2 separate regions of the Gossypium hirsutum genome follow, and region 2 is linked to region 1. A link is a contact called in public Hi-C data. All regions are on one chromosome and are shown on one strand. The core of a region is the stretch at or near the end of the contact, and the rest is flanking DNA. Distances in the headings are between cores, read along the strand shown.

Region 1 (2,700 bases), core at 68-2,567:
GAAAGACCTTGAATTCTTGATCAATCTAAAAGACTCTTAACAAGAAGATAAAAGGACTATACCACAAAACCCGGATGAAAAAAAGCTGTCTTGAGCTATTAACCTCTCCTTTCTCAAGAAAGAAAGAGAGAGAGAGAGAGAGATGAAAAGAAAACCCAACAATAGGAGCAAGACAGAAGATCTTTGAAATATTAAATCAAATACGAAATGTAAGAAACAAAGAGAGAGATTAAAAGTGGACAATAATCTGTAATTTTACCAAATAACCACAACGAAAAAGAGCGATAATAAGGAAGAGAAGGAAATGAGTCTAGGCAAAGGTCATAAAGAGCAGCATCCTAACAAAGAATTGAATAACAAAAAGCAATAAAGACAAATACAGTAATAAATACCAGCAGCAGCAACAGCAACAACTAGGCAAAGGGGTCCTATTCAGCCGCTTACCAAATGGTTTTCATGTCAATCTTTCTTTTCCTATTAGATTCTGCAAAATGCAAAATATATATATTAGTAAAGAAAAAACAACCCTTTCTCCCCTCACAAACCTCTAAGACCCCGTCCCCCAATGCGGTTCGTAGGCTAAGCCCCACAAAACACTAAACCCCAACCGCGTGTTTTGTTTTGTTTTGTTTTGTTTCCATCACTTTCGCGCCAAGCACCTCCACTTGCACCCCTCACCTTCCCTTCTCTTTAGCCCTCTTTCACCCCTCCACATGCATCTCTTTCTTTCTCACCTCCTCAGCAACCTTTTTTATTTGTGACCCCAAGAACATGCATGACATGTAAAACTGTTCAACACAAACGTGGCATTGTTATAGTTTTAATAGGGATACTACTTGAATGAACTTTCAGATTTTCTTACCTTTTTTATTCCTATAAACACCTAAAATATCTGATTGCTTTTGTGAATCTGAGAGTATAAATTTTGACTATTATCCCTCCCCCCTAATAGATGGAATCTGTTTCTTTCTTTTCTCCATCACATGTTTTTCAAATGAAAAAAAAAAACGGAAAAAGAATCAATGTATCCATGATTTGCAAGTTATTACTTAAAAGAAAAAAATGAGACAAATAAAAATAAGGCACTATCTTGAGATGAGGGGCAATAACTTGTATTGCAGGTGGAATATGTCTGGGGGCATCGGTGCATATCAGTTATGCACATAAATATGATTGCTTTGCTTAAAAGAGGTGCGAAAATTTGAACACAATGAGTGTAGTTTTGCAGATTCTTGCCCCCCAAACTTCCTTTATTTCTCTTGCCGTTCATTTCTCCATCGTGGGGTGGGGTGGGGGGCCTCTTTCCTCTAAGCTTATTCTACCGTTTGTTTTAGCTTTTTTCTTCTCTTAAAAGCTCAAAGGTGTTTGCTTTTCTTTACCTTTTTTGTATCCTACTAATGTGGCCATTTGGACATATGGGTTCTGCTTACACAACCAGATCGTTTAAGATCTTGCACTGAAAGTTGATTAATAAGATAAGTATTGAATATTGATGAATGATGATATTCCCTAACCTTCATAGCGAATATTAGAAACTTGGCTATCACCTACATGTGTAGCCAACACACTATATAAAAACTTGGACATTATGCACTAATTTCAAAAAGGGAAAAAAACATAGAAATAATAATAATAATAATAATAATAATAATGAGAGGAAGGTGATTTGACTTTTGTTAAAAAGAGGGAATGCTTGCTAGTTGGAATGATGCGCTGGTTATAAATTTTTAATGGAAAGGTGAGTCAGTTGAGGGCAAAGTGTGCAGCTGTGCCTGTTTAGCAATTAACCCCCAGTGACAAAACAACCTCTAAAATTATCATGGAGTACGAGTAAGATTATGTTTTAATTTTTTTACTTAAAAATAAATAAATTAATCTATTAATATTAAATTAAAAAATAAATTAATTATTTTTATTAAAAATTTTATTTATTTCTACTATTAAAATTGATTCATCTATATTAATATGAGTTATATGTGATATATTACATATCATTATTCAATTATTTTATGAGGAATATCAGTTTTTAACTGTATAAATTAATGTAATTTTTAACTAAAAGAATTAACTTATTTTTTTATTAATATATAGAGACAAATATATTTAATTTTTTAAAGTAAAAGAGACAAAATGTAATTTATTTCCTAATTGAGAACCCTCATGATATTTTTACTCAAAACAAGCTCTTCTCTCTTTAAAGCCTTTTTCTGAATGGTGGGGTTATGGGAGTGATTGAAATCAATTAATTGAAAGGGAGCTATGTGACAGTATGACCCAAGTTTCATCTCCCTGTTTTTCACTGGTTTTGAGGGGAAAATGAATAAGACACTTTTGAGCAAGATAATGAAGTAACCAAAATGGTTGTGCCCACAGAATTAGAACCAAGGATGTTGGAAAAATGTGAAGGGAGTTACAAAGGAAGTAGTTTTATATTGCGAAAGGAACACGTATTCGATTCGGGAACATAGAAAATAAGGAAAAGATGAGGCGGCCTAAGGCTTGGGGTTAATGACAGACAACCAGACAGAAGTTGGGTCCAGAGCATAATTTTGATGGAACAAATGCCAAACTTAATCCAAATCTTCAACAAGGCAAAAATAGTTTTAAATACAGAAAACCACTTAAAGCAAGCACTAAAATTCTTTATTAATTAACACTGAAATGGGTTGACAATGCCTAATTTTTTTATACTTGAAAATG
Region 2 (2,700 bases), core at 23-2,522, 800 kb before region 1:
CATCAGTTGGCGATGTAAATTGTACATATAACTCAATATAAGGTGCTCCACTAGCAAGATGAGTCTGCACCATTGCCTCCTAGCTACGAGCACCTTTTATGTCAAACGAGTCATATGTCACTGGATCAACAGAAGAACAAAACCGATACGTGATAGACAGAACTTTCATTGGCGTCGTTCCAAAAATTTTACGCCTAATCCTTTTACGAAGTTCTGTCAAATCTATGTTCTGGTTAAAAACCAGTCGCATCGTATTCTCCGACAAAAAAACAACACCATTCTCGGTGTGGCAAACCTCACCATCGTAGTAAATAACAGCACTAATACGTTCACTCATATTTGAAACTCTAACCTTCTTAGCCTCTCTAAATTGTTTCTATTGTGACTTATACATTCTGAGAACATTTTCTGCCTAATTTATAGCCTCAGCCCAAACATGCTACTGTAGCAAAAGCGCGTCCACGAGGGCACGATTTCACAAATTCTTCTCAAATAGCATCCTGCTAGAAGCGATTTTATATTATTTGCTCAGAAACGTCAAAAAAATTTATTTCGTACATGACCTACTATAGCAAAAGCATGCTGACGAGGCCGCGATTTCACAAATTATTCACAAATAGCATCCTGCTAGAAGCGATTTTATACTATTTGCTCAGAAACGTCAAAAAAATAATTATTTCTTCCGTGACCTACTGTAGCAAAAGCGCGTCCACGAGGGCGCGATTTCACAAATTCTTCTCAAATAGCATCCTGCTAGAAGCGATTTTATACTATTTTATCAGAAACGTCAACTCGAAATTATTTCTTCTAGGACTTAAAAACCCTTAAAAGCCTGAACCCTAAACCCTAAAAGCCAAAAAAACCTAACGTTGGAAAAATCGCGAAATCGCGTCCACGTCAGCGCGAGTTGCTGACGTGGACGCGATTTCTTGGCGCGTACCCTGACATGGCGCTGACGTGGACGCGATTTCACAGAAAAAGGACTATTCCGATAAATAATTAAAGAATGGGCCCATTTCAGTAATTTTTGAAAAAAAAGGGCTTTTATTAGTAAATTGCCCTTTTAAAAGGCTGTTTAATGTATTGTTTATAAATTTTTTAATAAAATGTTTTAAACAATTAAATAAAAATAACTTATCGAAATTTAAATAATTTACCTAAGTTAAAATTAATGATTATTAAATATTTTTAATTATTATAGTTCTTTGATCAACCATCCAAAAAGTTTACCCTCAATGAAATTTTAAAAAACTAGTAACGGGCTTAGCTGGATAAATATCACCCTTTTCTATCAACTAATATAATCCTTTCCAATGCCAAAACAGTAATGCGACCGTTAACTCACTGACTCAGTTCACTCGTTATGGCTTCATGTCTAAAGCCATCACCGTCCAACTTTCACCGGACCTTTATCCCTATCTCTTTTTCTTCCTCCTCCGTTATCTTATCTTCTCCGTTGTACCAAACAACGTCGCTCCGCGTTCGTTTTTGCGCGCTGACGACCGGCCCCGACGTCGGGAGAACCACGAGCCAGGAATCTTCTGGCGCTGATTTGTTAAGGAAGCCGAGTATAGTTCCAGATGAGGACAGTGGCGGACTTTCAGAAGAAGAGGATGGTAGTAAGGAAAAAGGAAATAAAGGTGAATGGATTGATTGGGAAGACAGGATTTTACAGGACACTGTTCCTCTCGTTGGTTTCGTTAGAATGATTCTTCATTCTGGAAAGTAAGTAATTTAATTTGTTGCCTTTTTAAAAAAATTATCTAATTACATAATACTTCCTTTTATTGTAAATTTGTAAATTTATTGCAGATATGAAAGTGGAGATAGATTGAGTCCAGAGCACGAAAAGACTATTCTGGAGAGGTTGCTTCCTTACCATCCAGAGTCTGAGAAGAAAATCGGATGTGGAATTGATTACATTACTGTATGTTTCTGTACCTTATCTGCATTTTGACCACTGGAATTTATAAATAATTAGAAGCTTGAATTTAACAATTTAAATAAATTATACTAATACTTCTTTTTAGGATTTTCAGAATTTTTTTCCGATTTAATTTTAGTTGCATAATTTAGTGTTAGTTCTAATGTGACCTTTTTTTTCCCCCTGAAAGGACTAGACGAAATCAAGTTGCATAAATATAAATTTAAACACTAAAATTCGGGCTCAAATCTAGTCATGCAATAAAACTGAAGGAGTGAAGGGACAGGCTTTTAGAAATGTGGGTGAGAGTCCCCTACCTAGTAGAAGAAGTTGCTGCCTTGTAGGATTTCAATTTAGGCTGGAGATATTTGGCAGGTTTGGAATCTGTACTGATGGCAATATTCCCCATTCCACCCCCATCGCCTTCCCGTTTCCCCTTTTGTCTTGTTAGCTCATTGCTATTGTGGAAGCAAAATAGGCTGCAATTGTACTTGCTCAAAGCTCTTTCTGAATTTACATACTTCATGAATCCTCTTGCCTAGTTTTAGTTAGAAAGATTATAGGTTAATCAATCATTGTAATTTCTATTTTGGATATGGATATTTTCTGATTTCTACTAAGGCATTCATTCTACTTCTCTTTCTGCCTCAGTTTTCTCCACTCTTTTCTCTTTTGGTTTTCCAGTCTCTCTTAAGTGTACGGTGGATTGTCGCCTTCAACTTTGTTTTTTTTCTTTTTGTAATTGTATGTCCTGCTTGGCTTTGTACTTCTCATTT

Evidence for each region. Hi-C and Micro-C count contacts between places; a contact is called where the count stands out from the background.
Region 2: a Hi-C map of leaf shows a contact between it and region 1, with 2.1 times the contacts expected there. The contact joins the promoter of LOC107910745 here to the promoter of LOC107910749 in region 1. A contact is called at or near these places in 2 of 34 Hi-C or Micro-C datasets (leaf and petal).

The regions. Positions count from the first base shown.
Region 1 is chrD02:18,399,104-18,401,803 of Gossypium_hirsutum_v2.1, reverse strand. LOC107910749 (probable E3 ubiquitin-protein ligase RHG1A) reads right to left here and starts at 1,317. Exons shown (of 7, transcript XM_041087890.1): 1 at 1,111-1,317; 2 at 393-484.
Region 2 is chrD02:19,199,053-19,201,752 of Gossypium_hirsutum_v2.1, reverse strand. LOC107910745 (protein DCL homolog, chloroplastic) reads left to right here and starts at 1,272. Exons shown (of 3, transcript XM_016838721.2): 1 at 1,272-1,725; 2 at 1,813-1,927. The coding sequence starts at 1,364. LOC121214657 (a long non-coding RNA gene) reads right to left here. Exons shown (of 2, transcript XR_005910253.1): 1 at 2,242-2,700; 2 at 1,417-1,960.